Regions from separate parts of the Sus scrofa genome. Here all the other regions are linked to region 1. Evidence: chromatin contacts called from public Hi-C and HiChIP or PLAC-seq data. All regions are on one chromosome and are shown on one strand. The core of a region is the stretch at or near the end of the contact, and the rest is flanking DNA. Distances in the headings are between cores, read along the strand shown.

Evidence for each region. Hi-C and Micro-C count contacts between places; a contact is called where the count stands out from the background. HiChIP or PLAC-seq counts read pairs in DNA pulled down with a chosen protein or histone mark.
Region 2: a contact with region 1 is called in a Hi-C map of embryonic fibroblasts, with 2.4 times the contacts expected there. The contact joins the promoter of STYX here to the promoter of FERMT2 in region 1. A contact is called at or near these places in 1 of 5 promoter capture datasets (liver) and 3 of 47 Hi-C or Micro-C datasets (embryonic fibroblasts, fetal heart ventricle and skeletal muscle).
Region 3: an H3K27ac HiChIP or PLAC-seq map of skeletal muscle shows a contact between it and region 1. The contact joins the promoter of GNPNAT1 here to the promoter of FERMT2 in region 1. A contact is called at or near these places in 1 of 5 promoter capture datasets (liver), 10 of 47 Hi-C or Micro-C datasets (embryonic fibroblasts, epiblast stem cells, fetal skeletal muscle and 4 more) and 1 of 2 datasets of contacts at active chromatin or transcription factors (skeletal muscle).
Region 4: a contact with region 1 is called in a Hi-C map of embryonic fibroblasts, with 2.0 times the contacts expected there. The contact joins the promoter of DDHD1 here to the promoter of FERMT2 in region 1. A contact is called at or near these places in 2 of 47 Hi-C or Micro-C datasets (embryonic fibroblasts and heart right ventricle) and 1 of 2 datasets of contacts at active chromatin or transcription factors (skeletal muscle).

What each region holds. Positions count from the first base shown.
Region 1 is chr1:182,605,596-182,608,172 of Sscrofa11.1, forward strand. It overlaps FERMT2 (fermitin family homolog 2), which reads right to left and starts at 1,295. Exons shown (of 18, transcript XM_021102113.1): 1 at 1,020-1,295.
Region 2 is chr1:182,356,324-182,358,900 of Sscrofa11.1, forward strand. STYX (serine/threonine/tyrosine-interacting protein) reads left to right here and starts at 1,274. Exons shown (of 11, transcript XM_003121793.4): 1 at 1,274-1,658. The coding sequence starts at 1,602.
Region 3 is chr1:182,422,165-182,424,741 of Sscrofa11.1, forward strand. GNPNAT1 (glucosamine-phosphate N-acetyltransferase 1) reads right to left here and starts at 1,285. Exons shown (of 6, transcript NM_001243376.1): 1 at 1,085-1,285.
Region 4 is chr1:182,753,248-182,755,824 of Sscrofa11.1, forward strand. It overlaps DDHD1 (phospholipase DDHD1), which reads right to left and starts at 1,279. Exons shown (of 12, transcript XM_003121795.4): 1 at 1-1,279. The coding sequence starts at 812.

The DNA of each region.
Region 1 (2,577 bases), core at 45-2,544:
CCAGCTCCCTCCTCCCCGCCCCGCGGAGCTGCCCGCAGCGGGTCCAGCCGCCTCGCCCCTCCCCCACAGTCCCCAGCGGCCCCGCTGGGGGCCAGAGCCGCTTGGACTCCCGGGTGGGGGGCGGGGCGGCGCACGGCGGGGGAGCGAGCTGTGCGGGGGAGGCGGGGGGCGCCCGCGGTGGCAGCAATCTCGGCCCCGCCGATCCGCTGCCCTTTTATGGAAATGAAGGACCCGGCGTAGGGATTGAGTCCAACATCCGGGCTCTCGCCGGCGGGACCTGAGGAGGGGGAGCTCGGGGAACGCAGAAGCCTCCTACCCAGCGCGGGTGGGCGCTGGGCGCTCCTTGCAGCGCTCGGGTCTCAGGCTCGGCGAGCGCCCGCGGCGGCGGGTGTCTTGGCTTCCAGCTGGATGAGGGGGCCGGTCCGTGAGAAATGGTTACAGGAAATTCCCAGGACAAGGTCGTTTTCAGGGAACAAAGTCCCCCGCCCCCTCCCCACGTCTGGAGCGAGCCCAAAAGTCTCGGGGCGATGAGAGGTGCCGCTCTCCGGGAGCTGGAACTGGGGGTTGGGGACATAAAAACTTTTAAAAAGTAAATGCCCAAGCCAGCTCCGTGAACATCCGACAAAAGAATGAAAAAACCCAAAGGGAGTTGAACCACAAAAATTGCTTTGCAAGCAATGTCCGGCACAACCAGCAACTCCTACTGGACTCCTAAGAGTTTGCTTGCGCTCTTAACCCATTAGGAAGCTCCAACCAGAAGTGAGTCACATAGGTTCTACGATGCTCGTATGGGGGGGGAGTGCAAATCAGGGAAGTGAGTTTTATTCGAAAACTGTTTCTGCAGCCTCTTCAACTCTGTACGTATTTGTATGTTTTTAAATATGCAATTTAGAACTAACAGTCTACTAAGGCGTTTAGATCGATATACATCCTCTACCCCACCCTCAGCCACACCTTGAAGGAATTTTAATAGCTCCGGACCGGGGCCAGCAGGTACTGGAAGAAATAAAGAGCTTTACCTGTTGACGCTGACCAGTGATGGAGAACGGTCCTCCTGCTCCCAATTTTCTTCCACTTCCCCCTTTTACTGCCACACTCTGGGGAGAGGGAGCCAGTCAGAAGCAGCTAGCGGGGGAAAGTGCCTCGCTGGCAAAAGCATGGCTCAACAAATTTAAGTCAGGGAGACTCGGATAAAATGTCCCAGATTCCATAAAAGACCCCAGTTTTTAAAAGTCTCAAAGTCTTCTTGAACCTGTGTCAGTCTCTTCGAAGAGGACCTCCCCCTCCCCGCAAACAACGATGTGTTCAGCAACACAATTGGGAAACGAGGTTAGAGGCCTCAAGAAAGGGGTGGAACCCATAAAAGAATGAAAGAGAAGCAGCGAAATTTAGTCAGATGCCAGAGGTTTGGCACCAAAAATAGGGTAAAACACTACAGTATTTTCAGCTACTCATCATGGAGAAATTGATGCCTCGAGTCTGTAGTCTCTAATCTCTATTTCTACTCATGGATGTTCCAAATCATTCACTTGGAAGCAGTATGGACAACCAGAGAGGAGGGAACGTCTATGTAAATTGCGGTGTTGAAAATATCGAGGAAAATGTTTTTTAATAAAGTAGAGAAAAACTTGTTAGGGTTAAAAAATATGTACATGTAGTTGTAAAATCACGAGCATATTTTGTCTTAAATATTCAGAGCAGAGAAAAAAGACTGAAAGGAAATACACCAAAATATTAAGAAGCTCTCTGGTGTTGAGATAATAAGAGTTTTTTTTTGTTGTTGTTTTGTTTTTCCCTCTTCTTCATTTTCATTCAGGCTTTGCATTCAAGACTTGTCTGTTACTGCCTTGAATTACATTCAGCATATCAATTTCCATGGACATGCCATTACATTCAAAACGATAGACACAACTGATAGAGTAGCTATTGGACACCTGGACAGGACTTTTGGGGGTTTCCTTATGTGTTTTTTAAAATCCCCCAGTAAATTATAAGTTCTTGGATAGCAGGGACTTCAGATTCTTTGCACTGCACAAAGAAAATGGAAAACATGCTGGTATCAAATTAACACAGATGTCCAGGACACACTAGTTCTGCCCCATGGAGATATTTCAGTACCGGGGAAGTCCTGACTTGTAAATCTACATATTTATTTCTACACTTTATCCCCGCAGGGATGTGTGGCAATGTATAAGGATACATAAACTTTGAGATAGCATACATGGCACAAAACAAGGAGGAAAAAAAGGACAGGAAGCAAGGGTTCGAGATTTAAAATGGAGCCGGGAATGAAGATAAGAATTGTACCTTAAGACCTTTGCAAGTGCTCCCATAAGCTCCGAATAACTATGGTTTCTCAAACATGCCTTTCAGAACCAAAAATATGCACATCCTTTCCTTCCGACAAATTTGTCGAAGTCAACTGTCGTCTAAGAAACCATTTTACTACTCAGTTTCCACATTCTGGTTCTTGCCTCACTCTTCAGTGAGTTACTTTCTGAACAATCTCCCACCACCTCGCCGACTTCTCTGACTGCTGCCCACTTCTCTGAGTGTTTCCTAAAGGAGAGGGAGCAG
Region 2 (2,577 bases), core at 24-2,523, 250 kb before region 1:
GCAACGCCAGATCCCCAACCCACTGAACGAGGCCAGGGATGGAACCCACATCCTCATGGATGCTAGTTGAATTCGTTTCTGCTGCATCATAACGGGAACTCCTTTCTTCCCTTCTTACTTTGGTGGTGGTATTTTTTTAAAAATTGGTTTGGTGTACGTATTTGAAAAGTATGGATTCCTCTACTTCTAAGTTTGATTTTCCTCATCTGTTAAAAACCAAAAAAGATACTAGGCCCAGAAGAAGTACCATATACCTAAACTTTATTAAAAGTATAATATTAACTGACTCAAAATCCTTTTAAAAAGATATTGAAAGCCATGTAGTTTAATAATAAGGTGAAGTGTTAAGTTTAGCATTAAAGTAAGAAAACTTTCTTGAGTATTATGTGCAAATTATAATATTAACTGACTCAAAATCCTTTTAAAAAGATATTGAAAGCCATGTAGTTTAATAATAAGGTGAAGTGTTAAGTTTAGCATTAAAGTAAGAAAACTTTCTTGAGTATTATGTGCAATTTCTATTAGCAATTTTTTCTACTTGCTATTCTTTCTTGATATTTTCTAGTTGTTTTCTATTCCCAAGTATTCTTAAAAGTACACCGTTTAGGAGTTCCCTTCATGGCTCAGTGGTTAACGAATGACGATTAGGAACCATGAGGTTGCGTGTTCGATCCCTGGCCTTGCTCTGTGGGTTAAGGATCTGGCGTTGCCGAGAGCTGTGGTGTAGGTCGCAGACGCTGCTCAGATCCCGATTTGCTGTGGCTGTGGTGTAGGCTGGCCGATACAGTTCAGATTCCACCCCTAGCTTGGGAATCTCCATATGCCGCGGGACTGGCCCAAGAAATGGCAAAAAGACCAAAAAAAAAAAAAAAAGTGCACCGTTTAGATTTGCTTAAAAGTGATGGTATTTCATTTGCAGCATAACAATTTTCAGATGAAACTTCATTCATTACTCTTTTGGTTATAAACTCACCACAGACTGGGTAGGATTCTGAGGGGGGGAGAAAACTATGTAGTTTCCTTTGCCAGTTTATGGTGACTAGGATGTTTTCCCCGTTGTTAATCTCGAAGGGGCAGAGCGGATTCGGATTACCCCTCTGCCTTCCGCAGCCCCATCTCCTCTACAGGGGGTGAGCTCCCGCTGCGGCGCCTCTGGTGCCCCGCCCCCCCGCGTCTGCGCTCTCGCGAAGGGGCGGGGTTGCGGCGCGCTGACACCTGGCGGCCGCGTGGGGCGGGCAGAAGGCGAGCGTGGGCTGGGATTGGCTGGGACGGCGCGAAGGAGGAGACGGTTGTAGGGCTAGTGTTGGTGCCAGAGCCTGGCGGCCTGAGGGGCGCGGAGATTCGTGGGGGAGGGAGACGGCAACAGCATGGCGGCCGGGCACGAGCCGCCCAACTCTCCTCTTCCCGGCTGTCGCCGCCGCCGCCGCCGGAGTCGCTGGAACTCTTTAGTCCGCGTGTGTTAGTTGTAAGCCCGCTGCCTACTCATCAGTCCTCTGGTCCACCCGCCCTCCTTCCTTTCACCGCCACTGCCAGCCCCAGGGTCGGTCGGCCGGTAACTCCCACTCCCACCCCACCCACCCACAAGCCGGCGGGCCTGGGCCATGGAGGACGTGAAGCTGGAGTTCCCCTCGCTCCCGCAGTGCAAAGAAGACGCCGAGGTGAGTCCATCCGGTGACTGCCACGCACAGGCCTCCTCTTGTGGTTCCTCGGCCGAGGGGCGACCCCAGGCCCCAAACGTCGAAGCCTCCGGGTTTCGGGAGCCCTGTGGCCTCCTGAGGGCGTCCCGGGACCTCGGGGCGGGGCCTCGCGCTCCCAGGCCGTCAGCCCCAACCCTGGCTCACTGACTAGTTCCTCTTCTCTCCGTGGACTCCTGGCAGGGGCCGTCTGCTCTTCTTGATTGAGGTAGTCGGGCGAAAGCTGTCCTCTCCCTGCCAGGTTCGGCGTCGAGGACTTACTCGGAGTAAGGTTCCTCTTTTATGGCCAAGGCAATGCGAGAGTAATGTTTTTAATGTCGTTTTGAGGGATAGTGTTTGGTGTCATCGATTCTGTTGTGGGACCCATTGCCCCACGTGTGGAATAGATTCTGGGTCCTGAGCCTGGACGTGTGCCTTCAGAAAGTTTCCCGAGGCAGTTGGTTTGTTTTGGTTTGATTTTTGGTGTTTTTGAAGAAGAATAAAAATGTCACAAAACTAGCTCATCTGAAACGGAAAACTTCATTCGAAAAACTTGCCGTTTGGAGGGAAGTTAATATGAAGAGCAAAATTCTTAATAACTTGGGATCTCTGGATTTCTAATTAGGGGTTCTTTTTACCCTACCGTATTTCTTTCCTCTCTAACGTTTGTATTGAGTTTTCTCCCATTTATTTTTAGAGTACTTTATGGTATTTCAGACTACTAAATTAGAATTTTTCTCAAGACTGTATTAGTAACAGGACAAGGATATTCAGTTATGCTTTAGTTGAATTAAGAAAGAAAGAAATCTAAAATTTCTGTTTTTAAGAGATCATTCAATTTATACCAAATATTCATTCTATTGAATATCTTCACTTATGGTTCACATTTTTTATTTGGGAGGGA
Region 3 (2,577 bases), core at 35-2,534, 180 kb before region 1:
TAAATTCTGAATCTAAAGAACACCCCATTCGCTGATCATTTTGATAGGTCTGGCTATATTTATTACATAGCTATATTTATTACACTTAAGGTGAGAATTTTCAAAAGTATTTTCTGATAGTTTATCTGACCTCTGTAATAGAGGCATTATTCTCAGTCTATCCTGGAGCAAGCTGGAGCACGTGGAACTTTCAGGACTTAACTCCAAGGTAACAGCCAATGAGTGAATTGGGACTAAATCTTCTGCTGTGGTTCTCCCACCTTGAGCTCTACAAACACCATACTCAGTAGAAGCCAATCTTTACATCATCGTGCCAGACAGGTAGCTGTCTCCTCTATTCTAAAAAATGTCAGTGAATCCTGCCTAATGAAACTGATCAAAATGATTTCTTGAGATCCCTTCTAAGATTCACTCACGAGTGTATATCCTAATAAAACTAGAATTGCCTTTCAATTTTGTGTGAAATTTTAAGAGTTCAATTTACATAAACATTACATCCCATAACAGAAATCACCGTACTCAGTGTTCCTAGGGGTAGAAGTCGCGGGAAGAGACAAAGGATGTCGGTCTTTCGCACATTGAAAACCCCAACTTAGTCAGCCCAGGAGGTGTTCTTCGGAGCCGAATCATGTCCTCAAGTGGCTCCTGACCGCTGTGGGGTGCTCCTCGAAAAGGAAAAGGGGGCCCCAGGCGTTCGTGCCCACTCAAAACCGAAGGCGACAGAGACTGTGAATAGCTGTCACAATCCTCCATGCTAAAGAGTTTAGACCCAAGTCTCCGTTCTTGCCCTACCAAGGGCCACCCCCTGCATGGCCGGACCACTGGCCATCATCCCTAACCTGTTCCAGGCGTGTGTCCGCTGAACTTGCTCTAAACTACCCTCTACGCCCCCATGTACACCCAGCTGGCGAAGATCAATGCCCAGCTCCTCGAACGGAACCTCCCCGAGCCCTAGCCCAGGCCTAGCTCTCCTCGCTCGGGGTAGCAGTCCCACCTGTTTGATAAATCTGAAGGCAGGCCCACGACGGCACCCAGGGCATCCAGCCCGGCCCCGCTCCCTCTCCCCGACCCCCAGCCCCCTCACCCGTAGAGGGCCGCAGTTGGCGCTCCTCTCCAGGCCTTGTCGAACTCTCACCCACCCGGGTATACAGCACTGGATCCGGATCCGGCTTCAGCGCCAGCCCCACCTCCTCTACCTCCCGCGCGCGCTACAGTCGCTTGCTCAGCCGCCACGGCGCGAGCAGCCGCCAGGACGTGGCAGCACCACCGCCTCCAGCCCGCCCCTGCCCGCTGACGCAGGGCAGCGCGCAGGCCGGCGGAGGCGACGGCGGGCGGGGCCAGGGGCGAAACCCGAGTGCGGGGGCGGGGCCTGTGGCGGCGTCAGCACGTGGGGCGGCAGCGAAGACGTTCCCGGGACTCCGCCCGGCGCGGGCGCCGGGCAGGAATCCAGAGCTCACTCCTTCGTACTCCGCGCTCCCTAAGGCTTTTCCCACGGCCTCAGCGTCTTGGCTTTTATGGAAATAATTTTGCCTCGGAGTCAGCTAAGTGGTGACTAGTGTGGGCTGCTTTGATTCTTAGAGGCCAGAGGCTCGGCCCCTTGCCCTCTGCATTTGCCCCTTCCCTTCAGAATCACTCCACTCATTGATTAGGACTTGTGCTGGAGGCTCGAAGCTTCTTATCCCGTTTTTTTTTGAGTCACAAATCCAGTCTCTGTGAGGCGGGGCACCTGCATCTTACTCCCAGACTGCGTTTTATTTCTCGCTCAACTCCTTTTTGGATGAACGTGGGGTTAAGACATTAGTTCTCAGCTGCGCGATTTTATTTCCCAGGAGACAGTTGACCATGTGTGGCACATTTTCAAACTCAAATCTTAGGGGAGCGGGGATGGGGAGGGAACAGGTTTTAGCGGCATCTCTCCAGATGAGAGGATAAAAGTGGGTATAGATCAGGCACGCTGCAAAATGTTGCACAGAACACACGGCAGCTCCCAACAACAACAAAAATCACCTGGCCTGAAATTTCAGTATTGCCGAACTTGAGAAACCCTGGGTTAGAAGAAAACTGACTTTTCTCTGACCTCCTGTCTTACCTAAGTAGCATGTGTTAGTAAACAGGTTCAGAGATGTTAGTTAATATGCTGAAGTCACATAGCTAGTCTCTCTCCTTCCTTGCTTCGTTCCATAAATTTCAATTTTTTTCTTGCTTATTTTTGAGACTTAAATTTCAGTTAACTGTTTTACTGATTGGTGCATTCTCACAACTTCAGAATATCCATCTCGTTTTTACCCTTACACATACAAAAGAATATGCGAAGACGTAAACAACAGTAAACACCGCTAATCTTAAGAAACACATAGCTTTGTTTTCTTTCAGATTTCTGACCCTATATTTACAGTGAGTTCCTCCTGGGCAAAAGAACCTTGTAAATTTTCTTTTTTCTCTCCTTTAGGGCCACAGGTGCTGCATAATGAAGTTCCCGGGCTAGAGGTGGAATCAGAGCTTCAGCTGTTGATCTATGCCACAGCAATGTGCGATCTGAGCCGTCTGCGACGTACACCACAGCTAGCTGCAACTAGG
Region 4 (2,577 bases), core at 29-2,528, 150 kb after region 1:
ACATCCACCTCGTAGAGGCCGCCCCGCACACACACCCGCTCGATGTTCACCAGCTCCTCCATCTCGCGCCCGTGCCCGGTAATGCGCGGACAGAAGCCGCAGACGCGGTCCCCCTCGTGGTCCTCCAGGGAGCCGGAGGCCTGGCCAGTAGCGGAGGGTGGGCCGACCGCATGATCGCCCTCCGGGTCTTGGGCCTGGGCCCGGGCATCCGCGGCCTGCAGCAGGGTCCGGAAGGCGAGCTCGATGCGGAGCGAGTCGTAGCCGATGAAGGGTTTCCAAGTCTTCTTGTCTTCCTTGTAGAACCAGCGCACCTCCTCCGGGCCCAGCTCCGTCACTACCTCGTATCGGTGCCGGGCGGCGGCGCCGCCGGGCCGGATACGCTTCCTCTCCCCGGGGCCCCCTCCGGCCGCCCCGCCGCCCCCCGAGTTCGACGGGACCAGAGGCGGCTGCTGCGGCGGGTGAAGTGACGAGGAGCTGCCGCCGCCACCGCTCTCGCCCTCACTGTAGTAGCGCAGCGAGGAGCCCGACTCGGCGGAGCTGAAGTCATAGTTCTCGTCACTGAGGCAGGGATCCAGCGCCAGGTGGTGGTTGTGGTCCTCTGCGCCCGGCGCCAAATGCAGCCCTGGCTCCCCGCGCAGCAGGGCCAGGGGCACTTCATCGTCGCCCGGGTCCCCAGCAGTCAGGTGGTCGAAGCAGCGGACGCTGCTGCCGAACGCCGGCTCCGCATCCGAGCCCAGCTCCCAGGAGGCGCCGCCGCCGCCCCGGCCGTTATGCTCGGGGCTGAGCTGAGAGCCGCGGCCCGGGTAATTCATGCTCTGGAGACGCCGCCGCCGGCCGGGCCGGGCGCGGAGCCGTGACCCCCAGAGCTTTCGCCACACATTCAACGCCGCCTCCCTCTCCACCGGGAGTTTTCAATCTTTCAAATCCCGACCGGGGCTGCGGCGGCACCCGCGGCGGCTCCGCCCCCCCGAGCCCCGCAGCCGCGGTAGCCGCGTCCCGCCGCCAGTCTCATAGTCACGCAGCCCGACGTAGGTGGTGCTTGGCCTCAGGCCCCGCCCCTCCCGCCGCGCGCGCCGTCCCGGAAGCCCTTTCTCCGCCCACTCTGCGCCGGAGCCGCGCCTCTTGCCTCTCCTGCGCGGGGTTGGGGTCATCTCGGGATTCCTCAATTCCTGTCGCCTACTCTCCTTTCTCCTTCCCCTGCACTGCCGCTTCGCCCCGCCCTTCTAGGGTCGGAACCCAGGTGTGGAGAAGCTTTACCCGACTCATCCTTGCAATCTGGATCCTGAGCCGTAAAGGCTTATTCTCCACATCGGGAGAGAGCCCCCGGAAATTGGATTCATCTGACACTTTTTATGACTTTAGGCCCGCCTGCGGCCTCACCTGGACTTTATCAATCACCTGGTTTATGGTCCCTACAGCATCGTGGGTCCACGCAGGGCATTCCACTCCACGCCTACGGATTCCTCACTTTGGCGTCACGACTCCCACTCAAATCCAAGTCAAAACCGCCCTTCATATACCACCTCATATTACTGCTTGTCTTCCCATATGTATTTCCTGTTTTCTAAACCTTATTTTAAGGTCCTTGTTGGAGGCCAAGTCTGTATGTTTCAACCTCCCACAAGGTGGGTGCACAATCAATGTTGATTATAAGGATGGCAAACCCGGTCAGCTGTTGATAATTAGATTGAAAGCTAAAAAATAACCAGGTTTTAGACTGTTTTGATAACTAACTGCAGGCAGGTCACTTAAATCTTAATCTTTTTGGTTTCCTCATCTGTAAGATCTCTGAACTCTTCCAGCAATAGAATTCTGTGACTGGCAAGATTACTTTTTGTTCTTTATGCATCTCTGATTCTGTAGCACTTTCTGGGATCAGGTTGAATGCTGAGGCTCCCGTGTGGTTCTTTTATATTATGCAAAAGTTTTATTTTATAAACGCATTACTCTATGTTGAGTATCCTGAGAAAAACAATCTCTAATCTCAGTGTTATCAATTCAAGATCAGACAATATTCTCCTTGAAGATTAGGATTTCAACGTATGAATTTTGAGGAAACACAAACATTCAGACTATTGCAGAGAGTGTCTTCTTTGGTCACAGACTAAATGGAATAATAGCCTGTCCTGAAGCGGGAAACAGTCATTGAACCCATATAAGATGTCTACTGAGTTTCAGGCACTATGCTAGACCCTACAGTGAAGCAGTCAACAATCTAGAGGTATCTCTAAATAAACCCAGAAAGCCAACTTTTTAGTTCTTCTGAGGAATATAATTGTAATGCCAGAATGACCACAGGAGTCATTCTTTCCCTAAATACAGATCAATAGTGCAAGCCAAGTTGCAATCTAAATGTAGCTGGACAAGTATAAATAACATAGGACTACTTAATGAATAAAGTCATTCATCCTTCTGTTTATTCATTCAACAAATATTTATTGTCTAGTCATGTTTTGCTGGTGGTTTTTGTGTTTGAAATGATGCTTATGATGCAGAATTATCAAATGCACTTAAAGATTTGTAAGAGGTCTGCCCACAAAACTGTACTTACCAAAAATTCATAAAAATTTTCTATAT